2 separate regions of the Pan troglodytes genome follow, and region 2 is linked to region 1. The links are chromatin contacts, called in public HiChIP or PLAC-seq maps. All regions are on one chromosome and are shown on one strand. Each heading gives the region's core, a stretch centred on a gene start, on an enhancer-like site or on the middle of the called end of the contact. The rest is flanking DNA. Distances are from core to core; before and after follow the strand shown.

What was found. HiChIP or PLAC-seq counts read pairs in DNA pulled down with a chosen protein or histone mark.
Region 2: a contact with region 1 is called in an H3K4me3 HiChIP or PLAC-seq map of stem cell-derived excitatory neurons, with 4 times the contacts expected there. The contact joins the promoter of PLEKHB1 here to the promoter of ARHGEF17 in region 1. A contact is called at or near these places in 1 of 7 Hi-C or Micro-C datasets (stem cell-derived neural progenitor cells) and 1 of 1 datasets of contacts at active chromatin or transcription factors (stem cell-derived excitatory neurons).

What each region holds. Positions count from the first base shown.
Region 1 is chr9:75,338,526-75,345,216 of NHGRI_mPanTro3-v2.0_pri, reverse strand. It overlaps ARHGEF17 (Rho guanine nucleotide exchange factor 17), which reads right to left and starts at 2,497. Exons shown (of 21, transcript XM_009423734.5): 1 at 1-2,497. The coding sequence starts at 2,089.
Region 2 is chr9:75,679,162-75,685,852 of NHGRI_mPanTro3-v2.0_pri, reverse strand. It overlaps PLEKHB1 (pleckstrin homology domain containing B1), which reads right to left and starts at 3,802. Exons shown (of 7, transcript XM_001174818.6): 1 at 3,631-3,802; 2 at 2,282-2,357; 3 at 620-772. The coding sequence starts at 2,318.

The DNA.
Region 1 (6,691 bases), core at 1,248-3,747:
ACACCAGGGCCCACCCGCCCAGACTGTCCTCAGTCCCAGGGCCATGGTGGTTCGTCTGGGCCGAGGATGAGGAAAGAGGTCGCCACATCCCTGTGGTACCCAGGCCGCAAAATGCTGCAACAGGAGGCTCAGGGTCTGCCCCAATGCCTTCATCTGTCAGACTGGACTCAGGGCCTGAGAGCTCCTCCTGGGACCGCTGCCCTCGGGTCACATCCCCTGCCCAGTCAGGGCTTCCAGGGGGGGCATCGCTTCCATCATCTTGCTGGGCACCCATGCGCTGGATCTTCTCAAAAACCTGGCGGGCCTCCTGCACATATTGGTCCTGGACGATGAGGGGCAGCGGATCCTCCTCGGCACCAGGGCCTGTCAGCAGGAGCTCGGAGGAGCTGGACTTCAGAGCACTGGTGCGGGGCAGGCGGCGGGCCATGGGCTTCTCAGAGCAGGTGAATGACTTTGCTCTCCGCAGAGTGGCTGTCAAATCCTTGAGTGTGGGGCGCGTGCCAGGTGATGCTGGGGCTGGGATGGGTATGGGTTCAAGTTGCCCCACAGGGCCACCTGCGGATGGTGAGTCTCTGCCATCTAGGGGGTTGCTTCCACGGTCCCCGGGGCTCCCACCAGGTTTTCGGACCCTCAGCTCTGAAAGGTCTGAGTGCAAGAAACTGAGAAGCGTCAGGGTCTCTGAGGCGATATCTGGATTCGACAGGGACTTCCGCTGTCGACTCTTTTCAGGCTCAAATCCTCCATCCCTCAATGCCCTAGAGGTGCCTCCAGGTCCTTTGGCACGGGTTCGAGCCTGGGACCGCAGGAGCCCTTCCCCAGCTCCAAAGCTAGGGGAGCGGTACACGCCCCAGCCCCCAGAACCCCTACTAGACCATAGGTCGTCGTCCTTGAGGGTCTCCGTGCTGGAATAACGGCTGCTACCGCGGGAGCCTGCGGGGCTGGCCAGGTACGAGGGAAAGCTCACCTTGGCCACACGGAAAGCTCCTCCCACAGAGTCAGACATAGGCCGAAGTCCCTCCTGGGGACCTGGGACGCAGGGCGGAGAGCCACTACCCCACTCCCGGAGTCCTTCTTCTCTAGGGGCTCTTGGAGATGTTGGGGGCTCAGGGCTCCCAGAAACCCCTGCTGAGTCCATGCTGCTTAGATTTAACCCATCACTGTCAGGCCTGCAGTCCTGATCCAATAGGGAGCTTCCAGGCCTGAGTCCGGGCCTCCCTCCCCAGCGGTGGCCGCCCTCACCGTCTCGGTCGTCGTCACTGCCCGAGGAGTGGCCGCCGTGGTAGGCCGGACTCTGGGCTCCAGGCAGCTGCGGCGGGCCCTCCTCTTCCTCCTCGCTGGAGCTGGCAGCGCGACTGCGGCTGACAGGATAGGAGGAGGCGATGGAGGAGGAGGAGGAGCAGGAGGCCCGGGCCCCGGCCTGCGGTTGGGAGAAGATATGCCAAGAATGTAAACCATCCGCTGGACGCTGCGCCCGCTCCTGTTGCTGCTGCGGCCGGCGCAGCCTCCCTTCGGTCCCCGGCCCGGTCAGGGGCCGCGCCGAACGCAGACCCGCCAGGGGGAAGCATGTCCGAGGGGGTGGCGTCGGTGGCTGCCGCGACTCCCGAGCCGGAGGCTCCCACGCGGCACCGTCGGGGCTGGGCGTTCCTGGGGATTCAGAGTCGGCGCTGGGCCTCCTGGAGCCAGGACCGCCGAAGAGCTTGCGCATCTCGGTGACGCTGGGCCAGGCTCCTCGCGCTGGGCCCTCGGCCGCTTCTTCCGCGGCCGCGGGGAAGACGCCTCCGTCTCGGGCCCCAACGGAGCCGTCGTCCAGACGCGGCGCGTCGAAGCGCCGGGAGAGCTGGCGCACCGACGGCGAGAGGCTGCGGAGCGGGCGCGGCTGCGTGGGGGCGGCCAGGGGCCCAGACGCCAGCTTGGACACGCGCCGAGAGGGCTGGCCCCGGGCAGCCGTGGTCGGCCGGCACGAGGCGCGGCGCCTCAAGCCGGGGGTGTCCGTGTCCTCCTCCCTCGGCCCGGGGCCGCCGCTCCAGCGCTCCAGCAGCTTGAATGAGACGCTGCGGTAAAGCTGGGGCCGGGATGCCCCGTCCGCCATAGTGGCGTAACTCACTCCGGGGGGGCTGGCCTCGGGGAGCCGCGGCCAACCCCCCCTGCGCCCCCACCCCCTAGGAGCGCAGCGGCCCACGCCGAAAGCAGCGCACGGGAGTGTGGGAGGAGGACGCAGAGACCGGAGCAGAGGTTTCTCTGCCGCGGCTCAAGTTTCTGTGGCCACCGGCCTCAACGTCTCCATCCCGGGCGGCCCCTCCCGCCTCAGCGCCGACCCCCAGGCCCAGCCCCCGCCGCGGCTGGAGCGACCAGGGGCACCGCGGCACCGCCTGGGCGGGATCCCAGCGCTTGGTTCCTCGACTCTGCGTCCGCCTGCCCAACGGCTTGCCTGCCTCCCCTCGCTCTCCCGCTCCGGCTCCCGCTCCCTCCCCCTTGGCTGCTCGCTCCTGGCACCCTTTTGTTGCAAATAAACTTTGCGGCAGAGGCAAGGGGGCGGGGGGCGGGGCCTCGAGCCCAAAAGAGGGGGTGGGCTCCGGGCGTGCGCGAGCCTGGGAACCGGGTGGTGGGAGGGAATCAGGGAGGAGCCGAAGAAGAAAAAGCCTGCTGGAGGACTTGCAGACTGAGGCGACCCTCTGGCCCTCCAGAGACGTCCCTCGGGAGCCCAGCAGGCCGAGCTGCCCCCAGGGAGTCGCTGAGACACACGCAACCGCTGAGCGTGCTCAGCTCCGCAGACTCGCAGCCAGGGCGCCGCGTCCACCGCGGGCCACCAGCCTCCGCGCGGAAACACCTCCTGCCCAGGGGCTCCAACATGGCAACCTCGGACTCACAAACTCTCGTACACACTGACACTCAGGTGCACGCAGACGCACACTCTCTGGGCCGGGAAAGGGGTGGGACTCGGCGCCAGGGAGAGCCCGGGGAGCCGCGGGCTAACTAAAGGGTCCGTCGCTCCCTGCCGCGCCCTACTCCCCGCCCAGGCCACGCCCCCTCCCCTTCCCTCCTCCTCCCCGCCCGCCCTCTGCGCGAATTCAGCTGTAGCCACGCCCTTGTCCCCCCCATCTCGCTCCCAAGCGCCCCGCCCATCCCACCTCCCAGCCGCCTGTCCGGCTCCGACCGGCCCCCAACCCGCCCAGAGTTGCTCCAGAAGTCCCACCCTTCACGACCGCGCCCCCACCCCTACTTTTCCAGCTGCCACGCCTTCCACCTGCCCCTGCAGTCTGGCGGCTCTTCTCCTGGACTCTCCGCCTGGATCCCCGAGCCTCTTTCCTTCTTGCTCTGGAGTACGCGGCTCTTGCGCCCCCTCGCGGCGTGATTTTCCCAACGCACGGAGTCCTGGACGGATAAAGCAGCACCCATCCCCAAAAAACGGAGAGTTGTGAAAACTTCCTTTCAGTCGTTACCTAATCCCCTTAGTCTTTTTCAGACCTTCGCAAAGCGCACTGCCCCTTCTTAGGCCTTATACACAAAAGGAGCTTCGACCGGAACGCCCTCGACTTCCCACTGCCAAACCTATACTCCTACCCGCAGCTGCTTCACCTTCTTGGCAGGGAAAGTGTAGGTTGTTTCTCTGGCTTCACGCTGATCCCTCGCTTGAGCTCCCCTCCCGCCCCTGCCTCCGTCTGAGTCTTACATTGTTCTCGGTATTGGGACATCATCCCCTTCCGCATTCCCACCTGCCTCTAGATCCCATTCATCCTCCCGGCCCAACTAACGAATGAACGAACGAATGAAAATGTATGGAGTACCTATAATGTATGGGCAATATTATTTAACTTATTTTTTTAAATCCACAAACCACCCTTGGGGACAAATATTATTACCCCTTCTCTGTGGACCGTGAAGGAGAAGTAACTTTGACCACTATGCAAGTCAGGAAATAGCAGCTCCTGCTAAAATTCAGATTTCAGGGGCTTCAAACACCATGCTCCTCCAGCCAGCTCTGAGATGCACCCCCAAATCCTGATGAAGAAGGAGGTTCTCGTTCCTTTGAGCCCCCAGTCTCCTCCTCCTCCTCCTTGGGCCTGAGCTCACTCTCCTCAGGAACAGAGGATAACCTGGTCTGACCCATGCCCCTCCAGCGCTGCCCAGCCTTCTTCAGGCCTGGTCAAACTGCCCTGGCCCCTCCAACCCCCAGTAGCAAGGCCTCGGGGACACATAGTTAGGTCAGCAGTCTGTGCATTACCCAGCCAACCCCACTGCCACCAGTTCCAGCCAAGGAGATGTAGCTGGGCCAGACTAGGCTAGGAGACGGGGTTCAGAGGAGAGGGGCAGGCAGGAGGATAGGAAAGGATGGTAGACACCCAGGGATTGCCTGACTACCGAATGAGAGAGGGAGGACTCAGCCGGGACTCCAGAACCTGCTTGCTACTCATATACCCCACAGGATGAGGAGGTCACTCTACACTCTCTGGGCAGCCTCTTGGGTTGTGGAATATCTCTGTAGCAAGAAAGCGCTTCCTCTCTGTGTTGAGACCAGCATCCAGGGAGTCCCTCACCTCAACCTCATCTCAGCTCTGCCTCGAGGGGGCCGAGGAGTAAATCTCTCCCTTTTCTCTAGGAAATTGATAAAAGAGAGCCCTGCTGGCCTGTGCCTCTCTGTTCTGCCTTACTCTGTGACCTTGGGTAAATCCCTGCACTTGCTGGTGTCTGAAAAGTGAGGAGTGGGGTGTCTGAAAAGTGAGGAGTGGTTCAGGTTCCCCAAGAGTGCCCTCTCTGGCTCTGGCATTTGATGTCAGACTCTCACCTCCTTTAGTATTTTCTTTCTGCTCTTTGGGGCAAGTTTTGGTGTGTGCTGTGGGGTGAGTTGTGGAGGGATGAGTTGGGGAGGGGTGAGTTGGGGAGGGGTGAGTTGTGGAGGGGTGAGTTGTGGAGGGGTGGGTTGTAGAGGGGTGGGGGACAGGACTCTCATCCCAGGAGTCACTCTCTCCCCCCATAATGATGACTCTTACTATCTGAAATTTGTACTTTTCCACCTCCCTGTCAGTTCTGGGACAGAAACCCTTATCCCATATCACAGATGGGCAAGTGGATAGAGAGGAGTGGAGGTTCAGGTCATGGGCTCCCAGAGTCCTGTGGCTTGGCCTTGAGGTGAGCTGGCTGGGGCCTTTGGCTCAGGAATCCCCTTGGTGGGGAGGGGGGTGTTTAAGGATCTAGACTGGGTCTCTGTCCAAAGGGAAGCTCACCCAATCTGAGAGTGGCTTGATTGCTTCCAGTGCTTCATGAACCCTCCCACCCCCAGCTCCTTATGATCCAGTATAAGACAAAGTTATCTTCCATGAACAGAAGAGATCTGGAATTTTAATGGTGCTTGGTAATTATGTACAGCAATTTTTAGCCCCAATAAGACTTATTTGATAGGGGGCTGGGAGCACTGGGCACCAGAGTGGAGAGAAACCCTACGCTGGGGTTTTGAAGCCAGGCTCACCTTCCGCAGCTCACCCCCTTTTCTCTGGGCCCCAGGCTCCTCACCTATGAAAGGGTAATGAAAACAATAGCCCATCTACCCAGTGAGTCATGGTGATCTAGTGAGGTGAGGACCGTGGAATCCCTTGGGGAAATCAAGATGGGAAGGTTTTGAAGGTCACAGGTCATGGCCAGTGATGGGCTTTGGTGGGCTTCGGGTACAGATAAGTCCCCAGCTCATGATATTTCAACTTAATGATTTTTTTGACTTTATGATGATGCAAAAGCTATGTACATCCAGTAGAAACCATACTTTGAGCACACATATAATCATTCTGTTTTTCACTTTCAGTATTCAATAAATTACATGAGATATTCAGCATTTTATTATAAAATAGGCTTTGTGTTAGATGATTTTTGTCCAACTGTAGGCTATGGAAGTGTTCTGGGCGTGTTTAAGGTGGGTTAGGCTAAGCTCTGATGTTTGGTAGGCTAGGTGTATTAAATGTCTTTTTGACTTATAATATTTTCAGTGGGTTTATTGGGATGTAACCTCATCGTAAGTCGAGGAGCAACTGTACTTAAGAGGGAGAGAAATGATGAGTGCGGGGACAGGAAGCAATGAGCTCCATGAAGGAGCTGTCTTAGGGGGAAATCTGACTCTTCTGACTCCATTGCAAAGCCAAATAGAAACTATCTGAGATTGCCCCCTTTCCTATATAATTAGACCTTAAGCACACAGGATTAAATTCTTTATAATATTTTGATAATGATACATTCTCATCAGTTATTTAATTGACTTTCGCCAAAAAACAAAACAATACAACTAGGACCTTTAAAATAATTCACATCTCATTATACAGTTCTTCTGCCCCCATCCTCCTGCTGTCCCACCACACAGAAAATCAGAAAATCATCATCTCAAATCCTGTGTTCAGCATTCTCTTGCTTTCCTTCAAACATATTCCTTCAAACTATATATTCCTTCTAACTATATCTTTTCATTTTAGTTGTTCTTAACTTTATTAAAAAAAGGCATCCTGCTGGACGTGGTGGCTCACGCCTGTAATCCCAACACTTTGGGAGGCTGAGGCGGGTGGATTGCTTGAGGCCAGGAGTTCAAGACCAGCCTGGCCAACATGGTGAAACCCAGCCTCTATTAAAAATACAAAAATTAGCCAGGCGTGGTGGTGCATGCCTATAATCCCAGCTTCTTGGGAGGCTGAGGCAGGAGAATCATTTGAACCCA
Region 2 (6,691 bases), core at 2,553-5,052, 340 kb before region 1:
AGTGCAGTGCCATGAACACTCACTGCAACCTCTGCCTCCCAGGCTCAAGCAATCCTCCCACCTGAGCCTCTTAAGTAGCTGGGACTACAGGCACACACTACCATGCCCGGCTAATTTTTGTTTGTTTTTGTTTTGGTAGAGATGCGGTTTTGCCATGTTGCCCAGGCTGGTCTTGAACTCTAGACTCAAGTAATCTACATGCCTCTCAAAGTACTGGGATCATAGCTTACTGCAGCCTTGAATTCCTGAGCTCAAGCAATTCTCCTGCCTCGGCCTCCCCAGTAGCCATATGTGACCGCATCTCACCAATTTTTTTTTTTTTTTTAAGAGACAGGGTCTCGCTGTGTTGGCCGGGCTGATCTAGAACTCCTGACCTCAAGTGATCCTCCCGCTTCAGCCACCCAAAGTGCTGAAATTACAGGCATGCGCCACCACACACAGCCAAGGACCTATTTCTTAACTCACACCAAACTGAATTGGAGTTGACAGAGGCTCAGAAGCAATGTCTGTGAAATGCCTCTGAAAGCTGCAAAAAGACTTCCAACAGCAAGTGTTCTCGGAGACAGCGGGAGGCTCTGCCCACAGTCACGGTGCCACAGAGGAAGGGGCTTCTGCTCACCATGGCACTCTTGGCCGATCTTTATGTCACGGACATTGAAGTGGATGAGCACACGGTCCTCCTCATCCTGCGCTGTCTCATCGTGGTAGTATCCCAGGGTCCCGTCCAGCCACAGGGCAAACCAGTTCCGCTTCCAGCGGCGGAGGATGGAGCCTGTACGATATTCCAGACGCACTAGGCAGGCTGATCCCAGAGCCTGCTGGGAATAGAAGCCCCAGACAGACTCCCAAGTCCCCTCAGCCTCAGTCCCTAGTGTTACAACCACCTTTTTCTTGTCTACCCCTGAAATGAGGGCAGGACCTCTTTCTGTCTTGTTCACCTCCTGCCTCCCATTGGGTCTGATGCATAGCAGAAGCTTGATACACGTGCTGAACAGGGAAATGAGTGACTGGGCCCATTACTTGGAAGCTTCTAAGGCCAAGCCCTAGGTCTCTTCAAGGGCAAAGACCTCTCCCTACCCTAAGCCTGCATCTTCTCTCTCTCTCTGTCTTTTGAGACAGGGTCTTGCTCTGTCACTCAGGCTGGAGTGCAGGGGCACAGGCATGGCTCACTGCAGCCTCAACCTCCTGGGCTCAAGTGATCCTCCCATCTCAGCCTCCCAAATAGCTGGAACATCAGGCACGCACCACTGCACCTGGCTAATTTTTAATTGGTAGGTATTCTTGGAGACAGTGGGTCTCACCATGTTGTCTAGGCTGGTATCAAACTCCCGGGCTCAAGTGATCCTCCCAACTCAGCCTCCTAAAGTGTTGGGATTACAGGCATGAGCCACTGTGCCTGGCCTCTTATCTCTCATCTCTGACTTGTGTGATGGTTATTTGTGTAGCATCTGCCTCCTGTACCACTCTGGGGGCTATGGCTCCCCACGCAGGTCCTGGCACCCAGGGAGACCTGGCTCAGTGTTTGCTGAACTAAATGAACTGAGAATGGACAGGGGTATGGGGCATGGGGCTGCTTGTCCCAGGGGTCCCCAGGATAGCTCTTGCTCAAGTCATGACTCTGGTCAGAGGTGGGTCTAGAAGCCCGAGACCGAGCTTCTGACATTTTGCAACTGGAAATCTTAACAGGGAAGGGCAAAGACATAAGAGAGCTTCTTAGGGCTTTGTGGATTCCAAAGCACAAAGGCATTTTTCACTTTGTTCTGTGCCTCGTTCTGTGTCCAGCCCGGGGTTGGGGGACTGTGGACACACAGAGGGTCAAACCCAGCCCCCCTGGGGTTAGGGGACTGTGGATACACAGAGGGTCAAACCCAGCCCCTGTCCTTGAGGAGTTCGCAGACTGGGGCCAGTCTGGGGTCAGGGAGTGGGGATACCCACAGATAGACAGTTCTGTTCTAAGGAGATCACTGTAAGGCGCCGTGAAAACCGAGGAGTGAGCCTCTAATCCAGCTTGACGCTACTGCAGGGGCAGGGGTGGGGGCCAGAGGAAAAGCCAGAGAAGGCTCCTCAGAGAGGGGCCCATCTGAAATGGGTCATGATGAACAAATAGAAGTTTAAACCATGTAGTCAGGAATGGGAAGGACCTTCAGGCAGAGGGAAGAGCATGGACAAACAAGGGAAGGATGAAAAGGTCCTGGTTTCTTGAGAGAAGTGTTCCCCGTGGCAAGCCCAGTAAGCCGCTTCCTTCACCCTGCCCCAGGACCAGGGGCCCAGGATCACTCACTCTGTCTCCACAGCCAGCCGCCCCTCACCAGGGCCATTTCTTCAAAAGGACTTTCCAGGGCGGAGTCAGGCGGGACCTGTCAGAGGAGCCACGGGAGACACAGGCCTCAGCAGCAGCTCCCTGGAAAGAAGCCCCCAGCCCTGCCGTCCCTGGGGAGCCACCCAGGAAACGTTTGAGGGAGGGTTAGTAAACAAGGGCCAGGCGGCCTCGGCCTCCTCCGCATTCTCTGCTCAGGAAGAGAATGGGAGCGCTGTCACTGTGGGGTCAGCAGGGCAGCCATTGGTGTGGGGTGGGGGTGGGGACCAGGAGCCTGGATTCCAGCCTCGGCTTCGTAACTTTGGCCATATCCCTCCTCCCTGGCCCTCTGTCCTGGTCTCAGTTTCTAGATCTGTAGAAGTGTGTCTGCGAGGCAGGCAGAGGCTGGAGGGAGGAGCTCTTGAAACATTAGAATATGCCTGACTAGCTCAGTCGGTGGAGCATGAGACTCTTAAAGTATTAGAAACCTTGGGATTCTGTAATGTGGAAGTGCAGAATATTAGAATCACGGCAATGGATGAGGGAAAGGCTCCCTCCTATTTGGACCCCACTAGAGCTGTTTACAAAGTGCTTCAAAGAGCAGTTCAACAGCAGCTGTGATGGACCGAGCACTCTGTCCGGGTACCCCCTCTCAGTGCTTTCATCCATTATCTCATTTAAGCCTCCCTGCAGTCCTTATTATTCCTATTTCAGAGATGGGGAAACGGGGGCCAGAAAGGTCCAGTCAGTTGCACGGGGCCACTTGATTAGTAAGCAATGGAGCCCAGACTCACACCCAGCAGTCCTGGCTTCAAACCGTTATGCCGGCAGGAGCTTTGAGAACTTCCGATACCAGGCCACACTCCGTAACAATTAAATCAGAATGTCTGAGGGCAGGAGGCAAGCCCTGGTACTCTTCAAAGATCCTCAGATGATTCCAATGTACAGCTAAGTTTGGACATCACCGCACATTCTACTCCCTCACCTTGTCCCCACTCTAACCCTGTTAGGAAGGGAATCTTTACTCCTGTTTTACAGATGGACAAACTGAGGGTTGGCAAATGACTCATCCATGTACGTGATGTAGCTTGCACTGGAATCCAGGTAGGTGCCCTCTGTTCCTGAGGGCGACTCACTTACCAGCGGGTGCCTCCGCCCCTCCCCCACCTGCTCACACCTGTTGCTGCGTAACAAGGGCTGGCACACCTGGGCTGGAAGGCCCAGCCTTGTCTGTTCCTCTTGCCGCTCCCTCCCCTCTCCACGGTCTTGACACAGATCAGACAAGAGGGTCAGGTGCAGACTCCTTTTCCAGCCCCTCCCCTTGATGCACCCACCTTGTCTACACTTGTTGCGGATGTTGCTGCCTAAGCGGCCGCTACTCGATGCTGCTGCCACCCAACCCGCTGCGCCTGCGCTTTGTGTGCCCCGGAGAGCCTGGGGCATTTCTCTCCTCCGGCAGCGCCTGAGAGCCCAGCTGCCCCCGGGCCCCGCCCTCCGGACCTGCCCACCCCAGGGAGGGGGAGTGACGTGAAGAGATGCTGACCCGAGGCGTACTGGGACTTGTAGTCTACCCCTGTAGAGCTGGGCAGAAGCAGCCCCGCCTGCAATTTTACTTTTCTATTAAGACATTTGTTCACTCATTTATCATGAAATACTTTTTCTTAAGAATCATTGAACTCAGTTCCTAGAAAAAAAGAAAAAGTAAAGTTGCAAGGAGAAGCCAAGCTCCTAGTTTTGCATGTTTTTTTGATGCTTCCCCTTTCCATCTCCAGCTTCCAGTCTAGTGAGGGAGATTACATGGAAACACACAATTGGAGCACAAGGTGTGATTTAACAATGGAAAAGATGAGCCTGACTTTTCTCAAGGGGTTCAGGAAGGCTTCCCAGAGGAGGCTGAAAGGGGCCTTGGAGGATGAGGGGCAGTTTCCTAGGCGACCCGAAATGTCCCCTATGAATACTGTCAGGATGTTGAAGAGTGCCCAGCATTTCCGTGTGTCTAGAACATAAAGCGCAGGGGTGGGGAGGGCATCGGGAGTGTCAGGCGATAGAGCTGCAGGGTTTGGAAAGAAATAGCACAGAGGCCTTGCATGACAGGCGGAGAGCTTGGATGTTAGGACGCAGCGACTGGAGCTGGGGGTGGGAGTTTCAAGATGAGGAGTGAGGTGTGTGATTAGGGGGTCGGAAAGGCCCCTCTAGGGCACAGTGAAGAATGGATTGGCGGGAGCCCACCTGGAGAAGGAAGACTTTCTGTATCTATCACCTCGGACTGTGATCATTTCCTTCAATAGCTCAGCCCCGCAAACCCTCACCTACCAGCAGCCACAGGATGTCATATTCAGAGACCAGAGGATATCAGGGCCTAAAAGACTTCTGTCCCGTCCCCTATGTGGCAAGGGTGCCCACCCTGCCCTGGGCCCTTCCTCCTGTCCCAGAGAACTCTTCCTTACCGGGGCTGCAGGGCTCATGGTTCCTGGGTGGCCAGGGCAGCATTTCCCAGAAGGCTCCCGCAGCGGGGCATTTCCCTGAGCGCCTTAGAGATAAGGGGATCAGGAAGGTGCTACCAAGTGGGAGGCTGGAGGGGGAGGCAAGGAGGGAGCGCACAGATCCCAAGGAAGGTCGCCCTCTTTCTCCAGGCTCCTCCCAGCCTTTCCAACTGATGGCTCTGACCCTAGGTTCACTAGACAAGTCATCCCTGATTCAGAAGTGGTCTTGGCTCAGCATCGCCGAGGTTCCCGGAGTGGAATCGGGGCGAGGTTGCGGGGCAGGACAGGAACGGGGCTGGTCCTCCTCCCTAGGTTGGGGGCGGGGCTACATCTTCATTCTTTGGCCTGGCAGGACAGCGCCCGTCACCCCAGTCCTGGCTGCGCAGTCTGGCTCTTTAAGCCTTCCTCTCTTGCTACTGAGTCTCTGTAATCCTGACCTCAAGCTACCCTCGCGCTTCGGCCCTTTGTGCGGTGCGTGCCCTGCTGAGGGATTCGCCATGGCCAATCCTATTAACCACTGAGTTCATCCCCTCTTAGCCGACTCAAGAATCAGCTCTCCCAAACCGCGTTTTCATCTCTGTGCCTTTAACTCACTCTCTGTCTGGTTCCTGGAACGTCCCAGTCCCAGCTTCTCCTAGCTAAATTTTCCACCTCCACAGTGGAAGGAAGAAAGGAAGAGTGGGAGGGGGAAAGAGGGAAGGAAAGAGATATGGAAGGAAGGAAAGACAGAAGGAGAAAAGAAGGGAGGGGAAAGGGGAAGGCAGGTAGGTAGGGCTGCAGCTGGCCTCGGAGGATCTGCGCCTGGGTCCTGCCCCGACCCAGCCTCTCTCCAGCTCTCCCTGCTCCCCTCCCCGATGGGCAGTGGGGCATCCTTCATGTTGAGGGGCGGGGATGGTGCAATCATCTCCTAGATTTCATTCTCTGGATTTAGCAACCAGATGAAAAAGGAAGGTTCTCCAGCAGCAGTGGAGACTTCAGGGGAAGACTCTCCCCTACCTCCCAAAGAGCGGTCACTATGACGAATAAAAGAGGAAAGGACGTGGCAAACTAAAACCACAGACACCACTACCGAATCTAAACGTAGCCGGACTTGGCCCATGTCTCTAAAAGCTGGTCAGTGACCCTCTTTGAGAAGCCAATAAGGAAGTGTAGACTGTCCTCAGGAAAAAATCTGCGTATAATTCCTGGGAGTTCATAGACCGCTGAAGCCATGATAGTCATGGTTGGATTGTTTTTAATCTCCAGAGCTGTGTAGATGGGAGGAGAGTGTAGATTGACCAGTGAGAGGTATGACAGTATGTCAGGAATTCCAGCCGCAGCAGTCCTGGCTGTGAGTGACTTTGTTTGTTCAATCAACTAAAACTTATTGAGACTAATAAGCCAACAAGTAACTTTTACATTTCTTTGTGGCTATGGTGCACAGAACCATTGGCAGAGAGGAAAAGATTTTGCCATTTCAAGTGTCCCTGGTGAATGAACAGCCCACAGATAATACATTGTTTAGGAAATAGTGGACTGGCTCATCAAATTCAAATTTACTACTTACATTTTCTAGAGAGTATAATATAATAAGAATAATTTATATTATCTTTATTTAAAAAAACTTGAAGTTTATATCAAGATGCAATTTGAGCAAAAGTAAAAGTGCTTATGAAAACATTTTAAATGGCCGGGCGCTGTGGCTCATGCCTGTAATCCCAGCACTTTGGGAGGCCAAGGCGGGCAGATCACCTGAGATCGGGAGTTCGAGACCAGCCTGACCAATATGGAGAAACCCCATCTCTACTAAAAATACAAAATTAGCTGGGTGTGATGGCACATGCCTGTAATCTCAGCTACTAGGGAGGCTGAGGCAGGAGAATTGCTTGAACCAGGAGGCGGAGATTGTGGTGAGCCGAGATCTCACCACTGC